Regions from separate parts of the Sus scrofa genome. Here region 1 is linked to region 2. Evidence: chromatin contacts called from public HiChIP or PLAC-seq data. All regions are on one chromosome and are shown on one strand. Each heading gives the region's core, a stretch centred on a gene start, on an enhancer-like site or on the middle of the called end of the contact. The rest is flanking DNA. Distances are from core to core; before and after follow the strand shown. Region 1 overlaps THRAP3 (thyroid hormone receptor-associated protein 3). Region 2 holds the start of TRAPPC3 (trafficking protein particle complex subunit 3).

Region 1 (7,532 bases), core at 2,600-5,099, 110 kb after region 2:
TTGCGTTGATAGCCCAGTTACCTTTGTGATGATGTGCACGTAAACACTGTTTTTAAGAGGTTTAAAGCTTGTATGCAGTCTCTTACTATGAAGTGCTAGATTTGGGTTTTTAAAATCTTAGGATTTATTGACCACCATTCTCATATACAGCGAAAATTTATAATTAAAGGTAGCTCTTCCGATGTTGCTGAGACCTTTCCCAAAAGTACAAATTTTCAAGTTTTCCGAATAAATTTGTCTTGTTGGTTGAATGCGATGAGAGACAACCTTGCACAGTCTCTCTTCGCTCCCATCCCCCTTTTCTTTTTCTCCAAGTCCCCACTAGCTTGGCCTGAACCATGTGAAATGCAAGCTTTTGAAACATCAGGAGGAATCCCGTCCTCTCTGCCCCGCAGAACCTACTCGTTAGAGGTGCTACGTGCAGCGCCTGAGGGAGCCATGCTGGGTTTTTTCCTCTTTTTTTGGTCTTTGGAGGGTACAGAGGCCCCACTTGCAGAAACAGCCACCACGTGATAAAGTGAACCTGCTTATACCTACCACTTCTGTAATTAAAATTAATTTTTTTTTTCAACAGAAAGCTTAGTCGTTTGTGTAAGTAAAATGTTAATACAGAGTGAACTGCTCCTTTCCTCCTTTTTAGGGAGCTTTTACTTCCATGAGACAAGTCTTAGTGTAGAACATCCCTGAAACCACCTTACATCTCTGCTTCCCTTGAGCTTCTCAAGAGCTGTTTGAAGGCCCTTGGCCTGATAGTTTGGGGTAGAAGGCCGCTGTCGTTGCTAGGCTCATGCTGTATCTGCAGTATACTTACCCGGATAGGTTACACTTCCTAGGAAGTTAGCAAAAAAGATTTTTATTTTTCTCTTTCTTTTTTTAAAAAATAAACTTTGATGTTTCCACTTTATGAATTCTCCATTATGGTTTTTGATAATCCCTCTTTAGAAATTTCTCAATATAACTAACCATTTTGAGAGGCTGCCCAAGTCTCTTGTTGTCTGTCACTGGATTCCATACTCAAGAGATTCTGTGGAGGAGGAGAGGTCCTGGGGGGGCTGCCAAAGAGAAGGTAGGGGAAATAACAGCATTTCCACTCTCGGTGGTGACTGAGCCTGAACCAGCCTAACCGATACCTTCCAGAGCTGATTTTGGCTTTCTCAACTTGTCGGCTAGCCAGTCATTCCTGGGCCACGGAGGGAAACAGCAAAGTGAGCTGTGTGTATGCACAGGCGCCGCAGCATTTGCAGAAGGCTGTGGTCATTGTTTTAGAGAACGGGTTTGGGCTCTGAAGGGATCCTCATAAAATGACTCCTATGGAAGATCTCGTATCCCTGCCTAGCTCGGGTGAGGTGCCGCCTCGCGCTCCTGGTGCTTCCTCTGCACCACTCCATTGGAGTAGAAACCAGTTTGTGGGGTGGTTGAGTTGGTAGCCCTGAATCCCAAGAACTTTCATTTTGATGTCTCTTTTGGCAGGCTGAGGGAAAATACAAAGATGATCCCGTTGATCTCCGCCTTGATATTGAGCGTCGTAAAAAACATAAAGAGAGAGATCTTAAACGAGGTAAATCAAGAGAGTCAGTGGATTCCCGAGACTCAAGCCACTCGAGGGAACGCTCAGCTGAGAAAACGGAGAAAACTCATAAAGGATCAAAGAAACAGAAGTACGTCATCCATGAGCCCTTGTCTGTCACCTTATTCAGACTCCTGAGTGGCCTCTGTCTGCCCTCCATTAGGCTGTACTGCAGACCCTCCACGGCAGAGAACTTGGGTTAGAAACGGTAGCCACGTGTGCAGTTTCTTTGAACTGTCAAGTAAGGTCCCTGGATTAAAAGCAGAACTTTTGCACAAATGTAGGCATAATCCTTGTCCAAGGGAGGCCTCCCCACTCGGAGATGATGGGCAGTTGATTTGGCTCTAGGGACAGTGTGCAGAATCATTGGGAATTCTTTTTGCATTTATTTTGGACACGTTCTTTGTCATGTCCTTGCTCAGTACAGATCTTGGGGGGTTATGTTTTAGAAATGGCTCAAAGTTGTTGTCAGGTAATGACAGTGGTGGGAGAAACAGGGTGGAACTGGATAGGACAAGTTCGTTGATCTCAAATGCCTTTTAAACTAGTTTCACAGACACTTCCAAGAGAGGGATTGTTCCAAATATTCTTTTAACAAAGGTAGTACTGTTGCGCTTCATAAGGCGGCATTTATACCAAGGTCCTGTTGTTTCTACTTATGGTTTTTTTTTGTCTTTTTGCTATTTCTTGGGCCGCTCCCGAGGCATATGGAGGTTCCCAGGCTAGGGGTCGAATCGGAGTTGTAGATGCCGGCCTACGCCAGAGCCACAGCAATTCGGGATCCGAGCCACGTCTGCAACCTACACCACAGCTCACGGCAGCGCTGGATCGTTAACCCACTGAGCAAGGGCAGGGACCAAACCCGCAACCTCATGGTTCCTAGTCGGATTCGTTAACTACTGCGCCACGACGGGAACTCCATCTACTTAGGTTTTTGAATGTTTATGACTTTTCAGTCATGTCTCATTAAAGGTAACAGAGTTAGGAGTGGCTACAGCTCTGATTCGACCCCTAGCCTGGGAACCTCCATATGCCGTGGGAGCGGCCCAAGAAATGGCAAAAAGACAAAAAAAAAAAAAGGTAACAGAGTTAAAACCTCATGCCTTTCTGTAAGAAGCAACACCACTTCTGTTGTCTATGAACTTTAACTGGTAAGCACGTTCGTATTCATTGCCCTTTTTTGGGGGGGCCACACTGGCCCCATATGGAGGTTCCCAGGCTAGGGGTCCAATCACCACAGCCTACACCGCAGCCAACAGCGTGGGATCCAAGTTGCGTCTGTGACCTACACCACAGCTCACAGCAATGCCAGATCCTTAACCCCCTGAGAGAGGCCGGGATCCATCCCGCATCCTCATGGGTACTGGTCAGGTTTATTAACCGCTAAGCCATGACGGGAACTCCCTATTTTCTGATAATAGTCCTTTGAGATACGTTGGACAGTGAGTAGGCTACCTGATTTGCCCATTTGAAAGATAAAAAAGTAAGCCCAGGATGATTTGTCCAAGGTCACACTGTATCGACTGACATCAAACCTCAGATCTTCTGTTTGTCTCCCTTCCAGTCTGTTACTCATGCATGAACGAGCTCTAGCAGCTTTCGGGGCTCCCCACAGATGCAGGACTGATGATTCGCTGTAGGGAACGGAAGTGGGGGTACAGTAGTCGTCAGTGCTGCCCCTGGTGGAAAGGGAGCAGGAGCCCTCAGGCGTTTCAGGATTGGCCTTGGATCACTGATCCTTATTCTTTTCGCTTATTCCTTTCTGTCTGATTTGCTCTGTAACCTTGAACAAGTCTCTAGCAACCCTAGTGTTTTGTGATTGGGGCGAGAAGAAGAATGACAGTTGTGTCACTGTTCTCTTTGTATGTCACACTTGAGTTGATACAAGGACTCTTTCTCATATGCCTGAAGGGTGGCTCACCCAAGGTTACACAGCTAATAAAAGGCAGTGTTGGGACTTAAATCTGGGGTCTTTTGGAGTGTTATTTTTGAAAACTTCTTGAACTAGCAGTGAGTCAAACATTCGAGTTGTAAGAATCCTGTGGAAGTAACTTAGATTTTCCTTTTTTTATGAGTAAATGTTAGAGCCAGAAGGATTCAGATAATTAAGTATTTGATCATCTCAACTGTTTGGGGGTTGGGGTAGGAGGCGGGGGCCAGGGGCTTTTCATAATGGAGGAGGGTAATGATGTGTTACTGGCACTTGGCTGGCTCCTCCCTGTAAGGCCTCCTCTCCTCTTGGGAGCCTGGCCTTTCTGCCACCTTAGACGTAGTTGGTACCCTCCTCCACTACCACATGGCAGTACGTAGACTGTGACTCATCGTATTAGTGTGATTTGCCTAGTCTGTAATTTCCCCCAGATGAAGGGCAGGAAGGGAAATAACTCTGGGAAGAGTTTCACCAGATCCTCTGCTTAATGACACAATCTGTTTAAGCTCAGTGGAAGGTGGGAGGTGGTTTGCGGAGTAGTCGTATAATTAGAGCTAGGTGTGAATCCAGGTCTGCTCAGCTCTGTCACCTGAACATCCTGTCTATAAAATGGGGGAAATACTACTGAATAGTCCTAATTGCCATTTACTGAGTGCCTTCTACATCAGTGTAAAGTGTTTTAAGCACACTGTTTTTTAAATCTTTAGAGTAGCCTCACAAAACAGGTACCATTCTTCCTAGGAGAAATAAAACTAATATAAAGCCGAGACAGATGGTAATAGATAAAGCCTGTCCCAGTGCCACATACCCTGTGGCTCTACATACGCTGTTTGTTTCCTTCTGCCTTTCTGATTTGTGCTTGGGTATTAGACTGAACTACCAGAGGCCATGGACTGTGTTTTGTTCCTCCTCCTCTGTATTTCCCATGTTCATTCCAGGCTCAGACCTAGGCGTGTCCCTGGGTGGGAAAGTTGGGGGTGAGTTGTTGTTTCATCATAGACCTACTGCTGATTACACTGTGCTACTTCTCCGGGAGCCCCCAGCCAAGGACCCTACCCTAGAAGCTGACTGATTTCTCTGGCTCTTCTGTTTTCATAGGAAGCACCGGAGAGCACGAGACCGATCCAGGTCATCTTCCTCTTCTTCCCAGTCATCCCACTCCTACAAAGCAGAAGAGTACACTGAAGAGACCGAGGAGAGAGAGGAGAGTACCACCGGCTTTGACAAATCAAGACTGGGGACCAAAGACTTCGTGGGTCCAAGCGAGAGAGGAGGCAGAGCTCGAGGGACCTTTGTAAGCCCCTGTCCCCTCTCCCTTTCTCTCCGCCCTTACTTCCACCAGTTCCACTCATGTGCTAGAATACCTGTTTTGTTGCCCTTGATACAAGTAACCCAGTTTCTAAACCCTAGAATCCGTGGTTCCCCAATTCCCAGGCTTTCCATTTTCAGTTTTTTCTATTTATAATCACTTAGCCAGAAAGCCTCTTAGGGCTTCTGGTCTGAAGTTCACTTATCTCGACTCCATCCTGCTGTGTGTAGGGAGGCCCCGTACCATGTCGACTTCTGTCTAGGCTACAGACTTGAGAGGTACAGAAAGGGAATGGCTAGAAACCAGGTGACCAGCTGTCTATTTTGTGCCAGAAAAGTGTTTGAATAGAAAGCAAGGAGTTGTTTTTCTGCATTCCTTACATGGTCCCTTTGTCCTGTGTCCCCCCCACCCCTTGTTTATTGCCACAGCAATTTCGAGCCAGAGGGAGAGGCTGGGGCAGAGGTAACTACTCTGGTAACAACAACAACAGCAGCAACAACGATTTTCAGAAGAGAAACCGGGAGGAGGAGTGGGACCCTGAGTACACGCCCAAAAGCAAGAAGTATTACCTGGTATGTGTCTGGGGATAACCAGAAAGGGCCAAGGGGGCCTTTGGCACACACAGTAGCTGATACCGAGGCCTTGATTGGTCTCTTCAAAGCTGTGGTTAAAACGTGTGCAGGCACTGCACTGGCTACATAGGTGCTTGGAATAGTACAGTGTTGGCAGATGAGTGTTCCCCAGAGAGGCTGTCCTTGACCTTGAAAGTGTTATCTAAGATGTTTCTGGATTCCAGCATAAGCAGGAAAGGTTGCTCTTGCCTTTTTCATCTGTGAAGTTTTATTGCTTACTTTCCCTAACTCCAGCCTCCCTCCAGCCTTTACCCAAGATATCATTACTTTCCCCTGAGGCTGCAGCCCCTCCCTGTCACTCCTCAGCAGGAGATTGACAAGAAAGACTGCTCAGGATGTTTTTTTGAGGAAAGGGACCTGTCTCCAAAATGAAACACTGCTGGGGCTTCTCTTCTTCTAAGCTGTTGGTCATTCTCGGGTACTGGGCACCTTCTGAGCCTCTCCCTCTCAGGTTATGGCTCTTCTGAGGCTGAGTTACCTGGCCAATGAGTGAGCTCTCTTGGCCATACTGTGTCAGCAGTAGGCTCAGATCCAAGCAGATGTGACTTGGTGTTATAACCAAGGTAAACTTGGCAGCTGAGAGTCTCTCTTCACCTTTGAGGAGGACTGGCATGGAAACTGGAAGCTAGGAAACAGCTAAATCATTGTTCGTGGCTTCACTTTTCTAGGGCTTCTGGGAGCTACTTTGAGCCTCTCAGAGGAACCTTGAACCGCCATCCAGGGAAATGGCTGAGCTGGGATAGATACTGGAGTGGGGCTGTCTAGGGAAAGGATTAAAGGCCATACAAAGCCCATTTCCCTGCCCCTGTCTGCCACTGGAAGGAGCATTGCCAGCCTGATTCATTTAGGCTTGTGAACAAGCAGCTAGCCTTTTAGCTGAGCTAACCCGTTGGGCACCTAAGGATGGTTTAGACTCTTTGAAGCCATGGGGCTGACAAGTTAACAGTGACTTTTCAGAATGCTTCCTCATTCATTCTTTCATTAGATCCTGCCTTCTCTCTCATGAGATCATCAGAGCAGGGATTGTTTGAGTTGTAGGTTGTGGTTTTTCTACTCTCACCCTGCCTCCTTACATAAAACTTAAGAGGGCAGATACAAGATGGGAGGCTGGGTTCAGGTCCTGCTTTTGCTGCTAACTAGCCTGAGACCAGGAGCAGATCATGCCCTTGGTCGCACTTTCACTGCCTGTTCTTGGCTGCGGGAGGTAGGGCTGGGGAGAGCACCAGCCCCAAATGGGCCCCCCTCTGTATTCTGTGTTGCTTCCTCTGTTAGCTGCTTGAGGACCCAGATCAGATATCCTGTTTCACGTTTGGGGCTGATTTGCTTTCTCAAGCCCACCCCTTGAGAGGCGGTGTACTACATACTGAGTTAAAGTTCCTCAGGCTCTTTTTTGCCTAGTGGAGGTGATAATGGTAGGGTAGATGTGAGGAGTAAATGAGATAATGCAGGAAAAGGTCTTTGAGAGCTGGGTGAAGATGTTGTCGTCATCATTATAATGCCTAAGCTGCTACTTTAGAATTCAAGGAACCCAATTGAATATTCTCTTAGATCCGGATCAGTAGCCTTTTTGGAGTGGGGGACAGGGAAGGAGGACAAGGCCTATGTAAGTTTCTTTGAGAAAGTCACATTTGGGTGGGTGCAGAGGAGAGGGTTCTGGTGACTCTTCTTCACTCTGGCGCTGACGGCAGTTTTCTTTCCTCCAGCATGACGACCGTGAAGGCGAAGGCAGTGAGAAGTGGGTGAGCCGGGGCCGGGGCCGAGGAGCCTTTCCCCGGGGCCGGGGCCGGTTCATGTTTCGGAAATCCAGCACCAGCCCCAAATGGGCCCACGACAAGTTCAGTGGGGAGGAAGGAGAGATCGAAGACGACGAGAGTGGGACAGAGAACCGAGAGGAGAAGGACAATTTGCAGCCCACAACTGAGTAGAGGCCACTCTTGATGGGAGCCCCTGCCCAAGGGAGAGAGGCGCTGGGAAGATGGCTGGTGAGGAGCTAGACAGAGGAGCCTCAAGAAGATTCTGAAAATCCCACCCCTACCCGCCCCCCCCCCACCAGCCATGTAAAATCCTACTGCAGCCGAAAGCATCCCTGGCGCT
Region 2 (7,536 bases), core at 475-2,974:
ATCTGTGGCGCAGGTCACAGAGGTGGCTTGGATCTGGCGTAGCTGTGGCTGTGGTGTAGGCTGGCAGCTGTAGCTCCAATTGGACCCCTAGCCTGGCAACTTCCACATGTCGTGGGTATGGCCCTAAAAAGAAAAATAAATAAAATTTTTTTAAAAAAAGGATATTTGCTAGCTGATATTTACTGTCGGTTGTGTTCTTAGGTGCACTATCACACTGCTAGCTTTACACACGATACTTCAATTAACCCTCAAAACAAACCTTATTATAAAGATACTATTATTACCTTTTTATTTTTTAAAAATGTTTTAAATATTAAATTTTTATTTTTTGGTCATGTCTGCAGCATGCAAAAGTTCCTGTGCCAGGGACTAAATGCCAGCCACAGTAGCGACAATATTGGGTTCTTAACTCACTGAGCCACCAGGGAACTCCCCAAAACAGTAATTCTTAACCTGTGTCCATAGAGTATCTTCAGGGGGCCCACAGATGCCTCCCAAAATGTAAGTAAATGTCTATGTGTATGTGTGTCTACTTACTATTTCTGGGGAGAAGGTCCATAACTATCACCAACTTCTCAAAAGGGGTCTGAGAGAGAAAAAGTTAAGTACAGTACTACACCAGAGTAACAAGGCTGCCTGCTGCCCATTTTTCGTGGCTGTTCCTGATATATGATGCAAAGGTGTGAGGGAAGTTTAGACATGTGTCAACAAAGGGCCCCTGATCTGCCCTGTATGCAACCTTCAGTAACTCAGTTAAATCGGAAAGCAAAGAGAACTGGGCAATTCTGGATGAACTAAGAAAATGCCAAAGAAAAGGAACACGCATCAAAAAGTCCCCTTAGTTTGAAGAAAAAAGTCATCTACCTTACTTCCCAGGCCCAGCCCCCATCTGCAGCCAAACTTTATGGAACTATATTCCCAGGACAAGAAAGAAGCCAGAGAAGAGTACCACTGACTGCCTACTTTGACCCACCCCTTACTCTTCCTTTCTGGCAAAACCAGAATGTGAGCATCTCTTGCAATGCCCACGGCATAGTGTGAGAGATATTATGGTCTGAAGCATGAGCTTTGGGGTCAGAGAGACATGGGTTCAAATTCCAACTCTTCCTAGCGGTAAATTTGGGCAAGTTATGTAACCTCTCTGAGCCCCAAAACGGTGAGAATTACTTTGCGGATTAAATGAGATAATGGATATAAAGTGCTTGGCCCAGTGCCTAATTAACAGAAGAGCGCAACAGTGGGAATTACTGCTATTACCGTCGTCGCTGTTGATCCCGTACTCAGGCCTCGGGGGAGGGGTCTCTGAGCTACTCCAGAGGCCCTCCAACCCGCCTCAGGCCCACGACGCGCCCCGAGCGATTCTCCACTCTCGACCCATCTAGCAGCCTCCTCCTCCTTCGTTCCACCGGAATCACTCCCTCCCAGCGCTCGGAGAAGGCGCTTTACCAGTTGGGCCCTGCGCCCTGCGCCGGGCCCCTTCCCCAGAACGCCCCCATTCCGCCCCGCCCGCCGAGATCACACGCTCCGGTTACCATTTTCTTGCTCTCGGTGCCACGATTCGCCTGCCTCGACATGGTGCCGGCCGCCTACCCCGCCTCGCCACAGACCCACCCGGCGACCCCTCCTAAAACCTCTGGACCCAGTTAGCGACCCCACAGCGTCGGGGATTGACGGGTGCCGCCTCACCGCGCCTGCGCGCCTGCCGCGGGGCACCACGGGAGTCGTGGTCTGGCCGACGAGGGTAATTCCCGCCCAATAAACGTCGGACTACAACACCCAACAGCCTCATTGGCGCCACCGCGTAGCTGGACTATAACTCCCAGAGTGCCCCGTGCTCAGCGGACTCCTGGAGCCTGGCTCCCCATGGGCTGCAGTATGGCCACTAGGTGGCGTTAGCAGTTTGCGGTAATCTTGTATCGTCCACACTTCCCCTTCCTGCCCCCCCAACCCCCACTCAGAGATGCTCCGCAAATTCCTCTCTCGCTGGGGTTGGTCTTGGAAAGTCCCTCTTTCAAACTAGCTTCTTCCGCTGTTGCTGCAATTCAGAGCTAGAAGCTCCCAGGATGTCCCAGAAGACTGGCTATGGCTCATACACAAATCTGGCTTCTTCACAACAATATTTAATGACCACCTACTACGTGCCAACGGCTTTCTCTTCAAATTGCCATCTGTCCCCAGACCCCAAACGCAGCTAAGCATCTGCATCTTAACCACTGTGGCCTCCTGATGAAACATCCAGTCTGATAAAGTTCAGGTCATTTTCTCCCCCTCCCTCCCCTGTAACAACTACAGTCTGGTTCCAGGAAAAAAAAAAAAAGATCACCAGCGTTGGTAGCAGCCAGTCCTGGATTTTAATCCCAGCTTTGCCATTTTAGGCAAGTTGCTGGATCTCTCTCAGTTGTTGTGAAGATTGGTGAGACATGTATGCAGAGCACTTGGCACAAAGTAACTGTGCATTCCCTTTCTTCCAGCCACTCTCTAAAAACACAGCCCAGCAAACAGGCCCCAGAAATACCAAGGGAATGTGCTGGCCACACCCTCACCCATCACCAAGGCAAGTCCTGCAGTCCCAGACCATATAGCCCTTTGGTTTCACCTCCAGCCATCCCTCCCTGACTGGTCAATTCTGACAGAACTGGGCTGGGAGTCCAAGGAGCACCCTCTCCTCACTTAGGCCTGGTGGTCTGGCTCTGAGGCAGCTGCATTTTGCTGCTAGCCTTCACCATGATAACCAGCCTGCCCAGGCATGGCCAGCCTGGCTGGGGAAGGCTGGGGGGCCCGGCTGCTCAGCCTGAAAGACAGTACCCAGGATTCCCTCAGTCTCTCCCCCAGGGTGCAGGACTAACCATTATTACACTCTTCTCCCCGTGGCACAGACATTCTGGGGCCTCCCTAGAGGTAGTGACCTGTGACTCTCCTTCCTGTGTCAGTGCCTTGGCCAAGGGTTCTAGGAAGGAACACGATGGTCAGCTGGAGGTGGGGGTGGGGACGCTGGGGTGGGCTAGCCCCTGGAGGCCAGCAAAACTAGAGAAGAACCTCCTGCATTCCCAGGAGAGAGGACAGCTGAGGTGAAAGCTGCAGTTGGCTGGCCTGTCTGTCGGTCTGGGCTCCTCCCTGCCGGCTGCCCTTGGCTGCCCACAGAAACCTGAGTCACAGTCACGGCCTGCGGCCCGACCCCACCCAGCCTGCTGTCAGGCAGGGCGGTTCTGGAGGGACTGGAGGCGGAGCCTCTCCCTGCCCATCTTGCAACCTCTGAGATTCTTCCCCTCTCTGCTTGCAATTCCTCCTTTTGGCGACTTTTCCTTTGGGACGCCTCCTTGAAGAGTCACCAGTCTTGAATTAAGAGTGGGGGTGGGGTCTATCTCAGGCTAATCTCTAGGGTATCCTCCTGGCTCCTTAGCAACTTCACCAAGGGCTCTCATTCACAAATGCCAATCCTTCTCTAGCAACCCTGCAGCCAGAACTCTTTAGAAGACCAGGCATCCCCTCCCTACCCTCCTTGGCGGAAAAAAATGCAGCGGGCGTAACTTCCCATCCTTTAACAGGGACTCTAGACAAGGACACCCCCCCTCCGCCCCCGCCAACCCAAAGGCTTCAACCTATTTCGTCCTGGATAGTTCCTCCCCCTCCAATTCCTGTCTGTTACTTCCCCTCTGCAAGAACTGGACGGAGGGAGCACACACTGCAGCTGGTGTCTACGGCCGCCCTTGAGGGCATTCCCCACCCCCAGCCCCAGGGAAGGGGCCGTGGAGGAGAGGGCTCTCCAGCCAAGTGGTCTGGGTTAGAGACCCCCTTCTTGCTGCAGCACCCTGGGGGAGTTGAGAGTGCAAATCTCTCCCTGCCCCCACCATGAGGCCCCTCCTACTTCCTACTTTGTGGGTGTGGAGACAGCCTCCAGGGCCTTGGTCCCAATTGATACCTCTTTGTCAAACCTCCCAGTGGTTTCCTTCACTGCCAGCTTCATCCTGGACCCTGTCCCACCAAACCTAGGAGGTTATAAACACTCTTACACCTGTTCTCCCCCTGGTGGGATCAGGAAAGGGATGTATTTCTGAACCCCATTCAGCGACCTGCCCCCCAGCCCAGCTGCTCCAGCCCAGACTGACGACTCCAAGCCTGTTTCTGTGGAAGGGGAGGAGAACTGCCCCAGGCAGAAGGGGAGGCACAGGAAGGTGACAGCTCCTCACCGTTTACCTTAGAGGGCAGGGCATCCTGCTGGGGCCTCAGCCCATGATGTTGCAAGTGCTCCCCTTCTCCTTCTCTGGGATGTGTAATGTTTGGGGAACACGATCACTCAGCCCCAACCTCAGAGACACCCACTCTAAGCCCTGTCAGTTGCTGTGGCCTGGGGTCCACCAAGGATCCCGATCAGTTAGGAGGCAGATGGCAAGGAGTCCACTCCGACTGTCTGGTCTTACTGCAGCACTCACAGGACACGGGTGCTCTCCTGGCTCCCCTCAGTCATCCTCCCAGGACTCGATGCTGCCGACCCATCGGATGCATCCATCGGACGGACGTGTAGGAAGCCTTCTGAGGCTGGCCAGAGAATGTCAAGTTGCCTAACTCCCACCGCTAGCATCCTGTGAGGAGGTACAGGTGCCTCAGTCTAAGGAAGGGCTCCTCAACGTTGGCACCACTGACATTTGGGGCCTGATGGGTCTTTGTTCTGGGGGTGGTCCCGTGCCTTGCAGAATGTTAACAACCCTGGTGACTAAGTACTAGATACCAGTAACACCCCTAGTTACGACAACCACAAATGCCTCTAAATATTGCCAAATGTCCCTGGGGAGCAAAACTGCCTCTAGTTAAGAACCACTGAGTAGGCTAATACCCTACACTGTCTCTTTGCGGGAGCTCCTCAAAGTCAATCCCCCACCATTAGACACAATGGAGGATTTCCAGTTCTAAAGCCAATCCTTCCCCTTCCGAAGAACCTTCAGCAGCTCCCCAAGACCTCCACTGTATAGATCATGATGCCAATTGGCATTCAAATCCTCCTACATAGGCCATCCCTGGCCTATCCTTTCATTTTCAGCCATCCTTCCCCCCTCCGCTGCCCTGGAGCTCTAGCTAATGAGGGTACCTCACTATTCTCACCTATATATGTCTTTGTCCCTGCAACAGTCTCAAGATTGTGTATGGGGGTGAGGGAGAACCATCCCGGAAGGCCCTTCCCCTGTTGGATTCTGTTCCTGAATTCTGAGTCTAGTCACTGCCTGGGTCGGGGTGGGCAGGTTCAGCTCTGGAAGATGCAGGCCCTGAGGCCTCTGACCTCCCAAAGGTCAGTCCTGGGCTCCCTCATCCACAGGGTGACCTCACAAAGGACAGTCCTGGGCTCCATCATCCCCCTGGGGATCTTTATTGTCAGATAGGATGGCTGGCAATAAAGATGGGGGATCTGCTTCTCATCTTAATGCACTTGTATTTTTGAAGCTCATCATCATCACCACCCTTATTTATTCCTATACGCCAGGCTCAGTACTAAGCACTTCATCTGCGTTGCCTTAATCACCTTTACATCGACCCCATGTTCCCTCAATATAATTATCTTCCTGATTTTATGTGAGCAAACTGGGTTTCAGAAAAGTTAAGACAGTAGCTTAAGATGACCAGCTCTAGTTGCAGGCTTTCTATCATTATCCTTTGCTAATGTTTTCGGACTGGGGAAGGTAGTATTTTCCCTCCAGGGCCCTCCCAAGAAGGGTCGGGCCCCCAACTACTCATTCCTCCCAGGACAGTCAGCTCCCAGGTGGCCTGAGACTCAGACTCTTTTGTTCCCAACCCTCCGCCTTGAAATGGCTGCTCTCTGGAGCTGCTCAAAGGAGGCACTGGCGGGAAAGGGGAGGGGGACAGAGGACAGCATATCGCTGGGCCTAATCTTTGGGCAACGGAGAACCAGACAACTGACCTTCTGGAGGTCAGGACAAAGGGCAGGGATGGGGTGGCCAGGGCCCAGCTGCGCCTCCTCCTTCCTCCCCTCTGTCAATCCCTGCAGCACCATCATCGATCCACCTTCCCAGCAAGCTCCCAGCTCTCTGCTCAAGCTGGGCCTGACTCGGCTTGAGGCCCCACCTCAGCTGGCACTAGCAAGGGGATTGGGGGATCGATTCCCCAGGCCTGGGAAATAGGACTACTTTGGGGGAGGGGAGTCAGAAGGGACTTATTGCCTCCTTCCACAGGACACAGGGGAGAAAAATCCTTTCGGAGAACCTGGAGGGGTCCTCTGATGGGGCTGGGGGTGGTTCAGAGCCTGGACCACCCAGTTTGGAGCCGGGAGAGACCCAGAAGATTAGAGACTTGGGTAAAGCAGTGGTGCAGGTCTGTAATTACCCCAGAGGAGCAGGGAAGACACCAACTGTGGGATGATGGAGGAAGGGCAGGCGTAAAGGTTCCCGGGCCTCTCCCCACCCCAGCCATCACCGGGGGAGAGAAAGCATAGCCCTTTTAGGGAGCTTCTTGTGACCCTCCTTCAGGTCTCCCCACGTTCCCAGGTGAATTTATTGGAGGTGGGCTTGGGAGAGAATGTAGACTGGAAGCTGCCGCTGAGATCCCCAGAACCGGAGCTCCCAGGCTCCAGGGTGGGATTGGGGGTTCCCATCCCGGCTCCCCCCTACTCCCCTCAGTCCCAGCGGCGGGTGAGTCACCAAAGCGCTCCCTACATAGTCGGCTCACGCTGCGGCGCATACCAACGCGCGGCCGCGGGGGAGGCAGCTGGACGGGCGTTCTCCGGGTGTCGTGGCGTCCCCTCCACCGCAGCCCGCATTAGAGGCGTCCCCAGGCTCGAGGTCCCGCGCCCCAGGACGGGGGCGGGGCGCGCGCGCGGCCGCTCAGTGCTCCGGCGCTGCGGGGGCGGCTCTCCCCGCGTCGCACTTGGTACGCGCCGGCGGGGAGGCCAGGCCCAGCCCGGGCGGTACAATAGGGTTGGGCCGCGGCCGGGACTGGGCCGGCGACTGGCAAGGAGCAGAATCGCGGCCGGAGCCGGCAGACACTGGGCGGCCGGCGAGTCCGAGCCCGCAGGCCACCAGCCGAGTCAGCCTCGACCTTCTCCGGAGCTCCCTCCACCTCCGAATCGTTGCCCGCCGGGCCGGGCCGGGCGTGATGCGCCGCGGGACCCCTATCTTGGCCGCCGGCCGCCGCCGCCGTCGCCGCTGAGACCCCCGAGATACCCCCCCAGCCGTAACGCCGCAGCCATGGAGAGCGGCTCGCGTTCGGAGCCGGGTGCCGGCGCACCCCCAGGTATGCCAGAGGATAGATGGGAGAGGGGCATCTAGGGGCCTCGGGAAGGCCGAGGATGAGGCCGGCCCGCTCAGCGGGGACCCCTCCCTCGCCGCGCCCTCTGACCACTTGGAAGTTTAAAAATAAAGGCTGTGGCGGCGTCGGCGGCTCTGGGCCACAGACGCATCTTCTGACAGCTGCCCCCTCCCCCACCCCGGGCGCTGGGAAGGCCTGAGCGGCGGGGTCCGCCGGGACCCTGCTGTGGAGTTGCTGGTGACCCTTCTGCCCCCGTCCAGTGTCACCTCAGCTTCCCTGCCTCTA

The links. HiChIP or PLAC-seq counts read pairs in DNA pulled down with a chosen protein or histone mark.
Region 1: a contact with region 2 is called in an H3K27ac HiChIP or PLAC-seq map of alveolar macrophages. The contact joins the enhancer-like site here to the promoter of TRAPPC3 in region 2. A contact is called at or near these places in 4 of 5 promoter capture datasets (fetal liver, fetal skeletal muscle, liver and 1 more), 11 of 47 Hi-C or Micro-C datasets (embryonic fibroblasts, epiblast stem cells, fetal skeletal muscle and 6 more) and 2 of 2 datasets of contacts at active chromatin or transcription factors (alveolar macrophages and skeletal muscle).

What each region holds. Positions count from the first base shown.
Region 1 is chr6:92,403,597-92,411,128 of Sscrofa11.1, forward strand. THRAP3 (thyroid hormone receptor-associated protein 3) reads left to right here. Exons shown (of 12, transcript XM_021095929.1): 9 at 1,471-1,658; 10 at 4,596-4,791; 11 at 5,235-5,378; 12 at 7,142-7,532. The coding sequence ends at 7,363. Among named protein-coding and RNA genes, the nearest start is that of SH3D21, 5.9 kb to the right of the region's middle. Within about 2 kb of position 3,850, at least 21 of the 83 cell types and tissues checked have an H3K27ac peak or open chromatin away from gene starts, as enhancers often do. A contact at or near this core is called in alveolar macrophages and embryonic fibroblasts, where this site is marked.
Region 2 is chr6:92,291,988-92,299,523 of Sscrofa11.1, forward strand. It overlaps TRAPPC3 (trafficking protein particle complex subunit 3), which reads right to left and starts at 1,725. Exons shown (of 5, transcript XM_005665219.3): 1 at 1,533-1,725. The coding sequence starts at 1,574. MAP7D1 (MAP7 domain-containing protein 1) reads left to right here and starts at 6,005. Exons shown (of 18, transcript XM_021095927.1): 1 at 6,005-7,236. The coding sequence starts at 7,191.